Linked DNA regions of Rattus norvegicus: region 2 is linked to region 1. The links are chromatin contacts, called in public Hi-C maps. All regions are on one chromosome and are shown on one strand. Each heading gives the region's core, a stretch centred on a gene start, on an enhancer-like site or on the middle of the called end of the contact. The rest is flanking DNA. Distances are from core to core; before and after follow the strand shown. Region 1 overlaps Hdac11 (histone deacetylase 11). Region 2 overlaps Wnt7a (Wnt family member 7A).

Region 1 (6,235 bases), core at 1,409-3,908:
GCCTCTGCAGGCACTGTACTAATGAACACACTGCCAAATATGTGTAATTAAGCTAAGATAAAATATAAAGTGAATTAAAATATAATAAAAAATTAAAAACAGCAAAAATGGACTCAAGCATAGCCCAGGGGCTCTGAGACCAGGTTTGAAATCAGCAAGCGGCCTGCCCCACTGGTGGTGTAGTCTCAGTCAGCTTTCTGTCTCTGTGACAGAGTATATAGGTCAATCCAGTACCATGTGCCCACTACTGAGGTCAGCAGCAGCCTTAGAGTGGAGCTGGCTATAGCTTGAAAGGAAGAAAGTCTGCCTTGGCCCACGGCTTTAAGGTCCCGGTCTACTTTAGTAGGCCCTGTTGTGTTGGGCTTGTTGCATTGCAGGTACCACAGCTGCATGTGTGGTAGGAAAGACTTCTCACCTCATGACCAGAGGCAGAGACACATTCAGGGGCATGGTCCTGATACATCACTGCCAAGTTGCATTGCATCCTCTACTTTGCTTAACCCCTTAAAGGTCTAGTCATTAGTAGCAGCATCATTCAGTAGTGCCATGGGCTGGGAAGCAAGCCTTCCACAGATGAGCCTCTCAGGACATTGGAGATAAACACATGGCAGGGCTGCGTAAGCACAGGTGGTGAGGTAAGGCCACTACTGACTACCTAAACTGACCCTGGACTACTTGGAGCCTGGGCTTGAATATGTTGCGTGTTCAGTGTTGGTAGGGTTCAAGGATAGGGTCTCTAGGCCCTCAGAGATAAAATGTCAGCTTTAAACATCTGTCCTCCCACGGATGCCCCTTCACCACTCAGCTTCACTGTGGTGAGAGGCCAGACTGAGATGGAGTCAGTCCTGTTGTGGGTCTTGACAAGTTCTTGCATCGATGCCATCCTCTGCCTCAGTTTCCCTGCATTGTACTCTGGGCTGTTTGTGTCTCCTTCCCAGAGGCCATCAGGCGGAAGGTGGAGTTGGAGTGGGGCACAGAAGATGAGGAGTATCTGGAGAAGGTGGAGAGGAATGTGAGGAGGTCCCTCCAGGAGCACCTGCCTGATGTTGTGGTGTACAACGCCGGCACAGACGTCCTGGAGGGAGACCGCCTTGGCGGGCTGTCCATCAGCCCAGCGGTACGTCCTCCTGTGGGGGTCACCTGAGGCTTCGCCTGTAGCCTGGCCACCATCCGACCACATATCAGTGACTTTTCTGTTGCTGTGAGAGAATCCTCTGATAAACGTGGTGACTCGGGACAAAGGGCTCATTTTAACTCACATCTCCTGAAGGAGCAGAATTATTCATGGCCGGGAAGACACAATAAGGAACATGGGGCTGGTGGGGTAGTCAAGAAGCAGAAAGAGAGCAGGAAGTGGGGCCCAGGTACTTTCTCCAGCTCTGCCAACCACAGGTCTAGGACCTTCCAGCGGGGGAGCAAGTGTTCAAACACTTGCAAACCAGTGGGAGCCATTACATATTCAAGCCACAGAGACCCTAGGGCCACCTAGGACATGTATCTATCAGCCCAGAGACACATCTTGTCCCCCGAGGGGGATATTTTTAGGGATTTATCTATCTGTCAAACTTCGTGCCCTGGTGGGACAGGAAATCCATGCTCTGAGGGTTGGCAAAAGTAGAAAATATGAGTGCCTTATGTCTGGAGGAGATGCTAAAAGCCTCAGCCATCACACTAGGGCTAGACTTGTAGTGGTCCTTTTTGGTACCACGGGAACTCGGGCCTATTGACCTTACCCTCCCTGTCTTCCCACAGGGCATTGTGAAGAGGGATGAAGTGGTTTTCCGGGTGGTCCGAGCCCATGATATACCCATCCTCATGGTGACCTCGGGTGGGTACCAGAAGCGCACAGCCCGCATTATCGCCGACTCCATCCTCAATTTGCATGACCTGGGGCTCATTGGGCCTGAGTTTCCCTATGTCCCGGCACGGAACTCAAGCATCCCCCTGCTTTCCCGTGCTGTGCCTTGACGGCTACTCACAGAACATTATCATACCTGCCCCCCCACCCCATCCACCCGCCCACCCGCCTGTGTTTGTTGCTGTCAAGACAGCTGCCAGTGAGCATGGAGGGGCAGGAAGAGCAGGAGCCAGCCTTGCTGGCCATTCCTCCACTCCCCACCAGGTGCCCAAGGGTCTCTGGGCCTTGGGGTGGAAGAGCTGAGTCCCGGGGAGGAGCCCACTGGGATGCAAGCAGGTCATCAGGAGTCAGGGAAGACAGCTTAGCTGCAGCCACAGGGAGGACCTCTGGGATGGGGTGCCTGCTGTCCAGATCAGCCAGAAGAAGGGCCCTCCCTGACCCAGTTGGCTTACTTCCTCCCTTCAGTCTGGAGAGGGTCCCCTCCTGGATGATGGTGCCCATAGGTCTGAGGAAAGTTTCCATAGCCAGCCTCCAGGGGGCACTGGGTTCTCAGCTAACAGGTAATAGTCTCTGATAGAGATTTGGAGGTCTGAAGAAGGAAGCTAGGATTTTCCAGTTTGGGTTCCCTCAATAGATCAAGCCCCCCTATGTTGATGGGGTGGGACATTGAGAATGCCCAAGGCCCCCAACTTTGGCAGTAATCTCCTCTGTTCAGCATGGAAACAAGTTTGGGATGAGTGTTTAGCTCAGGAGTGACTCTCCAAGCTGGAGTTTATAATGGGCTGCTCACCAGGATGGAGAGAAGGTGAGGCCTAGCAGACAGGAATGAGATGGAGACTGGCAGCCAAGCTAGCCCTAGGTAGGGCTTGCTGGAGGGAGGGCAGCCAAGGTAACATTTAGGTACAGTGGCCATGCAGACCTTGGGTGAGCTGCAGTCTCCAGTGGCCTCACCCAAAGTGCCCAATTTTCATCTCTGGGGCCCCAAGGTCTACCTGCCCTCCGGCCATTCTACCCTGAAGGGACAGCCAGGGCCCTCCATGATGTAGGCAGGAAAGCACCCACCCCTAGCCAGTGATTGGCAGCATAACCAAAGGCACAGGGGGTAAGAGGATGTGGGCCAGCTGGGCTTCCTCCTGCCCTGGATCTGCCCCAACTACAGGACTCATATTCATTACCATGTGGGTATTCCCACAGCCTTCATGGCGTCCTTCATGCTCCCTCTGCTGGAGTTGGGAGGATGCCAAAGTCACCAGTTGTCTAAACCACTGACCTAGACCAAACCCCACAGTACTAATGCAGCTCCACACCCCTCTGCCATGACCTCTCTGCATCTGACTGGAGGTTCCTCCCAGGACACTGGGGAGTGGTGACAGCAGTCTGTTACTGTGGAGTTTCTCTCTGAGTACCATACAGGCTCCAGGTTGTTGCTGTGTGTTCTGAGGTAGACAGACCTGCCTCCTGAGGACCACTGGAAATAAAGATTCAAAATTCACCAATCCAGACACCGAACCAGGGCGGCTGCCCAAGATGAGTGGCTGGTGTTTTTTGTTTGTTTGTTTTTGTTGTTGTTGTTTTTCCATTGTCAAAGGTCTGGGGATAGCACAATTCCCATTTTAGCAGATAAGGAAACTGAGGCCCCAGATGGAGCGTGAGGAGTTTGCCCTTGGACACACGTCTGTGGGTAATGAGCAGGGTTGCAACCCTGTTCTGTCAGCTCTGGACATGTATGTGAGGCTCACCCTTTGCAGGGGTGCAGGGAGGTAGGGATGCTTTACCAGTCAAAGGAGATATGGCATTCATGGCAATAAGATGACCTGGGGTTGGGATCTGGGAAAGTGAGGAGTGACAGGCTGGCAAATCTGGGCTGAGATGATGGCTCTGTGGGCGTGGCCTACCCTGCACTGTGGATGTGGCCGGTGGGCGTGGCCAGTGGCAGGGCCCAGCCAGGGCAGTAGGTGGAGGGGTCATCCAGCTCTGTGAAGCAGTTAGAACACAGGGGGATGTGTTGTCCCAAGGTGGGCCTCCAGTAAGGCAGGGAGGACAGAAACTTGTCAGCTTGGCAGAGTGACTAGAATGTCCCAGTGGCACAGCTGGATGTAATTTGTGATGAAATGCCAAAGGGCAGGAGGGTATAAACACATGGCAGAGACTGGTAGGGTTTCCATTACTGTGAAGAGACACCATGGCCAAGGCAATTAAAAAAATTTTTTTTAAAGATTCATCTTTTGTAAGTACACTGTAGCTGTTTTCAGACATACCAGAAGAGGGCATCAGATCTCATTACAGATGGTTGTGAGTTGCCATGTGGTTGCTGGGATTTGGACTCAGGACCTCTGGAAGAGCAGTCAGTGCTCTTAACCGCTGAGCCATCTCTCCAGCCCAGACCAAGGCAATTCTTATAAAGGACAACATTTCATTGGGGCTTGCTTATAGGTTTAGAAGTTCAGTCCATTATCATCATGGCAGGAAGCATGGCAGTGTCCAGGCAGGCATGGTGCTGGAGGAGGACTGGAGAGTTCTGCATCTTGATCTTAAGGCAGCCAGGAAGAGGGTCTCAAACCCACTCCCACACTTCCTCCAACAAGGCCACACCTTCTAATAGTGCCACTCTTTGGCCCAAGCGTATTTACACCACCACAGGGGATTTCTACCCCCACCTTAGATCATTTAGTTCTCAAATAAAAGACACAAAACCTTTTCTATTTACAACAAGCCTTAAGACACTAGAACTGGGCAAGTATCAACCCTCTGCTCTTTTGTCTACTTCTCTGTCAGTAATCCCGAGAGATCACCATGCTCCTCCTGGACCACTCCTCCAGATGCTGGCCCTTATGGCTTCTGATTCACCTACTGCATGGCACCTTCTTCCCTCTTCCTGCTCTCCCCCTCATCTCTGCCTCCAACCCCGAGCCTGGGAACCAAAGCCCCATCTACCTGTCTTCTGCCCAGCTACAGGCTGTAGAAGTCTTTATTCAACCAATGGCTTTAAATTAAGGAGCAAGGTTTTCACAACAAAAGCTGACACATGTGAGAATTCACTTGCACTGAGGTGACTAGACCTTGAGATACAGAATTTAGCACTATCATATATAGCAACAGACCAAACCTCAACAGCCACCTCGCACTCTGGAGTTAGAACCACTTTGTACCCATTTGATATAGAAAAGGGAGTAGGAAGGGGTGAGTTAGCTCCTTGATGAAAGGACTGAAGTAGAAGAGAAGATTTAAACCAAGGTCTCAGCTCAAGTAGTTCTCAGCTATCTCACTTGTATAATGGGAGCTATGAAAAGACTTGTCTGGGTTGTCTCTGCATAAGCCACAGTGTGAGCTCTGCCGCACCCAGCAGCATGTACTAACAGAAGCATCATGGCTGCCAGAGGCAAGTGTAGCTAAGGCCCATGCACGTAACTGTCTTACCAATCTTCCAGGGGAGGGCTCAGGGTGTAGCTCAGTTGGTAGAAGACCTAACTTCCATGCGGCCCTAGGCTCCATTCCCAGCGTTGTACAAAAACCAGGATGGTTGCACACACCTGTAATCTCAGAACTCAAGGAGGAGACAGAAGGATCGGACGTTCAAGATCGTCCATGGCTACAGACCAAGCTTGTGTGAAGCCAGGCTGGGCAACAGGAGAACTTGTCTCAAAGTAAACAAAATACGAAGTCATTGGGGTTACAGGTCCAGCACTCTGGATACTGAAGCAGGATTATTTGACAGTGCAAAGTAAACCTAGACTTCATGGTGAGTTCTAGGCCACCCTGGGCTACAGACGAGCCCAGTTTTGAGGGAGAGGGAAATAAGGATTAAAAAGGAAACAGTCCTAGGAGAATGTGGACTTTTACAGAGACTGATCAAGAGTGCTGGCTGGAGGCCCAGGGGCCCTGGGGGGAGAGAAAACCTGGAAAGCTATCAGTGCTTGGCAGCTCACAGCACCCTCAGCTCACAGCAGCTCAGATGCCATGCCTAGATGTGACTCTGTAAGATCCTGGGACCCCTACCACACCCAAGCTTATGAAGTGGAGCCCTCTGTGCCCAGGGTTTGGGCAAGTTTAGAGCCTCGCTCACTACCTGCAAAATCCTGTTGACTTGGGTCTGGGGGTGTGGGGGAGGGGGCGTGGCTCTCGAAGTCTGTCTTCTTCAGCTGACTTGGTGGGTCTTTGTCCTAAGCTGGCAGGGTTGGAGTAGCTGTGTGTGTCTGGGAGGGTGATGCAGGTGGCAAGCAGGGCCTCATCGCCACAGACCCCAGCGCAGTGTCCTGCCTGGCTACCAGGCTGTGAGACTGTGAGAAGGATCTCCTCTTTCTTCTTATGGGGTAGGAACAGTAGTGCCCAGCTCTAGGGACCCCAATAGGGCACCCCAAGTCTATTCTAACATAGCCC
Region 2 (6,235 bases), core at 1,270-3,769, 230 kb after region 1:
CCGACCACTCCCACTACTCCTCACTTAGCTGGGTGACTCCGAGTGCAGGCTCTGAGCCTGCACTCGGAGTCCCTGAACCTCAACATTCCCATCCGCAAACTTAGAACCCAGGGGACCACTGCCAGGCTGCCCCGAAGACCAGTCAGTCTCCTGAGGGAGGAGAACATCAGCAAGGGGATGGGGGCAGGGGTAAGTGTTCGTGCTGAGGTGCTGAGGTGAAGTCAGAGCCTGGTTAACGCCCTCTCTGTTCGGCTCCATAGCAGTCCCATGGGGACAGAGGAAATGAACCCTGTCCACACTGGCCCCAAAGATTCCATCCTCCGCCCTTTGCGATTGCTGCCCGTGGTTTGCACCGGAATATTATCTGGGTGTATTTACGGTATCTCACTGGAAACCACAGAGTGCACTGTAGATTTTTTTTTTCTCTTCTGCTATTTAAAGCCATTGGGTCAGAGAATGAGCGGTCTAGAGTGACACCAGCAGAAATGTTCAGAGATTGGGAAAACAGACAGATGGAAAAAGGTTGCTCTCGCCAGACTGGTGCAGTAGCTGTTCGCAGCCCAGTGTTCTGCCACATGGTAGTTAGGAGAGCCTCTGTGTAGCCAAGAGATTTTAGGGTTAGGAATCATGTGGGGGCAGGGGCAGTCAGGTGAAGAGACAGGAGACAGAAATGGGGAAAGGATGTACCATTCACCCCACTCTAACCTGCTGTTCCAATCCCCAATCCAGGGAAGGAGACTCTATCTGTGGGTTCCTCTTCCTACAGGGTCGGGCCACAGCACTGCTAACTGTCCCCTAGTGGGCACCATCCATTCATTATTACTCTTCCCTACATTTAAAAATATCCTTTCTGCCACTCTATGAGGCACCATAAATGTATCCAGGTTGTTTCAAAGTAGGACCCAGAGTCTGGGTAACCCGGGGTCACAGCCTGGCTCTGCTCTCCATCATTGCAAGGTCCTGGAAAGTTACCTTTTCACTCTGTACTAGGAATTATGAACGGTCTTTCTAAAAAGGTTGTTAGGAGCCTGATACACACCTGGCAGGAATCAGTAAGTGCCTCAAAGCAGAGGCACTGTTGGTTAGCCTGGTATCTGCCGTGACGTGGCTGTAATGTCCCCACTCCTGTTGTGCTCCCCTCCATTTGTGGTCAGCACTTTATCCACCTGCATTTTCTACTGACAAGTTTTCTTTCTCTCCCCATGAGGTTGTGGGAACCTAGATTATTGACCTATGAAATCTCCAGGTTGAATGAATGACTGTGTGAAAGTAATTGCGTGAATGTACATGTGTGAGTGTTTGTGTGTGTGTGTGTGTGTGTGAGTGTGTGTGTATGTGTGTGTATGTATGTGTGTATGTGTGTGAGTGTGCAAGTGTGCAAGTGTGAGTGTGCAAGTGTGAATGTGCGAGTATGTGTGTGTGTGTGAGAGAGAGAGAGGGAGTGTTTGTGTGTGTGTGTGTGTGTGAGAGAGAGAGAGAGGGAGTGTGTGTGTGTGTGTGTGTGTGTGTGTGTGTGTGTGTGTGGACTGTCTACCATAGGGAAGCTGGAAAGACCATGTAACAAAAAGCTCATCTCAAAGAATAGTGTCAGGAGAGCGAAAATCCAGGATGAACTGAGGCTTGCAAAAAAAAAAAAAATGCAAACGAGACAAAAAGCCCTTTGTTGGCTGTGTTCTAGGCGAGAATGGGGAAAGAAAAGGGCTTTTGCTTGGGCAAGATGGCGCATTGTTAAGAAAGGCACAGAGAAAGTGGAGCTGGCCGCCCCTCGCTCTATCTCCCTCCCTGGAAAGGACTTCCCATCCATCCTGCCAAATGGCCAAACACTGCTCCACTTTCAGAGGCTGTGGGTAAAAGACAGAGCATTTTGGGGACCTGTAGGGGTTCTCAGGCAAGGGATGTGGACCCAGATTGTCCCCTCTAGTAAAGGCGTGCATGGCTCAACCACCCGCCCCCAGGGAGAAAGGATGACACACACTTGGTAGCAACACATCAGAGTTTCCCAAGCACTAGACAGAGGTGGGTAAACCTGAGGCTGAATCCTGGGTCATGTGTGCCCATCCCTGGAAAAATTCTGCAGGAGAGTACCAAATCGGAGGCGGTGAGCATTTGGAAAGGAATGTAGCCAGCCCTGAGCACATGATGGGAAGCCACCATTCTCTGTTGATAACACTGTGTGTGCAAAGAATGTGATTACCACCCAACATCCTGATCGAATCTCTTGGACAGCTCCCTGTCAGAGCAAAACCTTTCCATAGGAAGGCTGGGAATGACAGAGCATACCTGCCCCCTTGGGAGGGGGCAGAAGTCTAACACCAGCCTCAGCTACATAGGGTGTTTGAAGCCAGCCTGGGCTGAACGAGACCATGTCTCAAAAACAAAACAAAACAAAGAATCACCGGGGATTCCTTGTTCTCCCTTTCTTTCTGGAGCCTCCTTGCCATTCCTGTCCATCACACTCGCATCCTGCTGGCCCATCGTCTGTAGAATCCAGGATCCTGTATGAGTCACAATACCACGGCTCAGCCATCCCTGCCACCTCCTTCCATTCTGTCCTGTAAGACCAGCCCCTACTTCAGGTGGCCACTCAGGCAGCTCTGTGTTACAGTCCGTGTGGACCATGTACTTCAACTCCAGCTTTATCTGTTCCACCATTAGATGGTGAGAGAGCAGGGTCAGAGCCTGTGGCTGACTAGTGTGTCGCTCACCAGCTTTTATTACACAGAGATTCTATCTGTGGGACAAGTGAATGAGTGTCTGGTGTGCAGAAAAGGTACGAGGGGATCTTAGCCCATAAGCATTTAACAGCCCCAGATTAACCAAACACTGCTCAGAAGCAGTAAAATGTCCTGGACTTAGGCTTTGGGTCTGAGCTCTTCATTCTGTCCCATGCATTCCTGGATGTATGTCAGACATGTCTGTGAGTTTTTATTCCCCTTGTGTGAGACGTCTGGCATCTGAGTTTCCTGGGTGCCTTCCGGGAATTGCTGAAGAATGCTGACTGAAAAGGACCTCATTAGCCCCCATCCACATCAAATGCTAGGAAGGCTCCTGTTCTGGACCCATAGAAAAGATGTTGGACCTGAGAGACAGTTGGCCCCAAATCACAGTCTGAGTTCAGTTGCCTGTGAGGGTATCTAAGAGTAGCCATTCCCAGGATGTGGGTCTCTGCAGCACTATACCTTGAAATAGCTGGGGCCTCTACGTGGAGGCTGCTCAAGTTGTTTCTAGTGCCTTTAGTATACTGGTGGACACACTGGCCCTCTGAGAGCAAAGAGTGTTACATGCTGAGATCCCCCAATCACCAACCATGAAACCAAACCCCTACCACATGAACTGAAGATCCAACTAGAGTTGGGTATCAGAAAAATGATGTCCAGGCAGTGACTACGAAGATGGTTTGAACCAGGAGGTGATGAGAAGTGGGCTGATTTGGAGACACGATTTGAAGTCAGTGTAAAGAATTCAGGTCGGTATAGCCTTGCCCATCACCCGAGCATCCTGCTGGCCCATCCTGTCTAGAATACAGGATCCTATACGAGTCACAATACCAACAGTTTCTGCCACTCAAAAAACAGAGCCTGAGGCATGAGTCCCCAATTCCTGAGCCGTGTCCCTATCAGATTGGCACACAGGGGGAAAGGAGATCCTCCCAGATCCAACCCACCAGGTGCCAGGGTTTTACATCCTGTATCATGTGGTGCTTCTGCCACCTGGCATTGTGGACCATGTCAGATGGGCATGGTGAGAGGGGACGGGTCGCATGCCCTCTCAAAGTTGTGGGTGGGACAGAATGGAAGCCTGGATGTGTGGCTCCAATTCTACAGCACATCTAGCTGCCCTGCACAGCTCAGCACCAAAACCTCTTAAAACACACAGTTTGAGACTGAAGGCCTCAAGTCTGACTCACGCACACAGACAAATCCCTCCAGTGATGGGAAACTCACTACCAGGTCTCAGCCCTGCCACAAAGCAGCCACAGGATGCAGCTGATTCTTGCCTCATTATTACGCTGGAAGGACGGGGCATGAGCAAGGGCTGTCTCCATTTCAGGCCGTATTTGAGCCTCAGTGAAGAAGAGCAGAGAGTGAAGCTCCCCACTGGGTACTTGCTAAGGCAAGCCCTGGATCCCTGTACCGTGCTGTCAGTATGACCATGTCATCCTACCCCATGGGGAAACCTGCAAGCGAATGGGGAACTGGGCAAAGGCATGAAGAGGCAGCTCGTGGGTAAGTAAATACAACCTTCTCCCTTCAGTGGGAAATATAAACCACAAGGCAGATGTCAGGGAGCTCCATGTGGGGCACCCATCATCCTGGCAGGAATGTGGAGGTCTGAGAAGTCTTGTTGGGGAGGTTGTGTGTGGCACTGTGTAATGTCAGAGGAATCTGCCACAGTCATCATTAACTACAACTGAAATGAATGAACTTTATGGGGAGGTGCATGTGCTACAATGAGTAAAATACATGCCACCAGGGACACAGAAACCCCCCACCCTCTGCATTCATGGGAGGGACAGGTCCCATGATGAAGGACCATCACTCATCCATTGGATTTGAGGAATGGACAAGACAAGGGGCTGCAGATGTAGTTCAGCGGCAGAGCACATCCTTAGCTTGGTTAAGGCTGTGACCCCAGTCACAGCCAGTCTCTTCCCTTGCTCTTAGACCCAGACCACTCTTCCTACCTTGGGTGTCCCACCTCTGGGCCCCTTCTAGCCCTCCAGCACCTGTATCACGTCACAGGCTTGCTGCTACAGGCGCAGTCATGCCCCCATAACTCACACTGAAGCTCTGACCCCTAGCTCTCCAGAATGTGGCTGGAATTGGAGAGGTCTTTAAAGAGGTGGTTAGGTTAAAATGAGGTCAAATTGTGGGCCAGATCCCATGAGACTGGTATCTTTTTAAAAGAACCACGAGAGTTTACATGAGGGAAAGGAATGACCAGGTGAGGACACATCAACAAAACAGCCTTACTGTGGGTGATAAGAGTGCTTTCCTAGCAAGTTCAAGGCCCTGGGTTGGCTCTCAGGCACCAGGGGAGGAAACCCTGGGAGGGAAAGCCTTATGTAAGTCCAAGAGAGAGGCCTCAGGAGAAAGCAACCCAGTCAGGCCTTGATCTTGAACCCCAGTCTCTGATAGGAATGACATTAGCTGTTTAAGCCCCAGATTTGGCATTTTGCTTCTTATCCATGAGAGATGGACAGAGTAGAGGTCTCACGCTGGACAGCAAAGCGCCTTACCCTTGGGTTGAGCATGACTGGAAGTCTAGCCTCATTCAACTGTATAGTCAGAGGAAGTATTGGGGCTTTCACAGTGTGGCTGGACATAGCCCAAGGCTCTTTCCTGGGGTCTTAAACTCGTTGTGGTCCTGAGAATAAAATGGCCACCTGTCTGTCCCCATCGTGTCATTAGAAAACAACACAACCTCTGGTCCAGCTGTTCTGAAGCCAGCACCATTCCTAGTTTTCCAGTTCCTTAGGTGTTTCAACAGTCCCCTTTTCACCTGGGTGTGTTGGACTTAGTTTCAATTTCTACTTCCAATAGGCCTTGTCTGGACATGCTCACAGCCTTCTCAGATCTTTATATGAAAACCAGACACCCAGAAGGGAAGGCAGAGCCAGGAAGCTCAGGCAGAACAGAGAATCACAGTTGGGATGGGCGTGAGCAGGTGGGAGAATGAGAGTCTTCAGACCTCAGCACAGGGAAGTAGAAGCTTACCTTACCTCACAATCTACGTGCAAATTCCTAGCCTCCTGAGATGCTCCTGACATGACTGCTCGCCATGCAAAACTTCCTTTCACAGCTTCACTTGCAGCTAGGTGAAGCCATGTGACTAAGTTCTAGCCAGTGGGATCTATGAAGATACAGAGGGTGGGGCTTCTGAGAAGTCCCTACAAAGGCAACATGTGTGCCCTATGCTTTAGAGTGCCAGCGGGAGGGGCTCCATATGTTGGAGACTTCACCCTGATCTTCACCCCTATGAGACAGCTCTAGTCAGCCGAGGCAATCAGCTGGTAGGGGAGAGGGGACTTGGTTGAGGAACCCAAAAATTCTCAACCTGAGAGATAGCAGGATACCTGTTACTATAAGAGAAAGGTTTGACTCATATGAAGTCAATGGTGGGTAAATAAGCATTGAATAGTGATAATGATTAAGACTCAGCCCACACTTTGGTGGTTGTGGCTATGGTCAGGTCAGAATCCTCCAACAAACCCCAAGTCCTAGAAATTCAAGCT

The links. A called contact is a pair of places that touch in the nucleus more often than the background predicts.
Region 2: a contact with region 1 is called in a Hi-C map of the A7r5 cell line, with 5 times the contacts expected there. The contact joins two enhancer-like sites. A contact is called at or near these places in 9 of 12 Hi-C or Micro-C datasets (the A7r5 cell line, Schwann cells, frontal cortex and 4 more) and 1 of 1 datasets of contacts at active chromatin or transcription factors (oligodendrocytes).

Annotation. Positions count from the first base shown.
Region 1 is chr4:125,221,218-125,227,452 of GRCr8, forward strand. Hdac11 (histone deacetylase 11) reads left to right here. Exons shown (of 10, transcript NM_001106610.2): 9 at 939-1,117; 10 at 1,753-3,367. The coding sequence ends at 1,968. Among named protein-coding and RNA genes, the nearest start is that of Hdac11, 17 kb to the left of the region's middle. Within about 2 kb of position 2,659, at least 5 of the 93 cell types and tissues checked have an H3K27ac peak or open chromatin away from gene starts, as enhancers often do. A contact at or near this core is called in the A7r5 cell line, where this site is marked.
Region 2 is chr4:125,455,027-125,461,261 of GRCr8, forward strand. The region is part of intron 2 of Wnt7a (Wnt family member 7A); the gene reads right to left. Among named protein-coding and RNA genes, the nearest start is that of Wnt7a, 8.0 kb to the right of the region's middle. Within about 2 kb of position 2,520, at least 26 of the 93 cell types and tissues checked have an H3K27ac peak or open chromatin away from gene starts, as enhancers often do. A contact at or near this core is called in the A7r5 cell line, where this site is marked.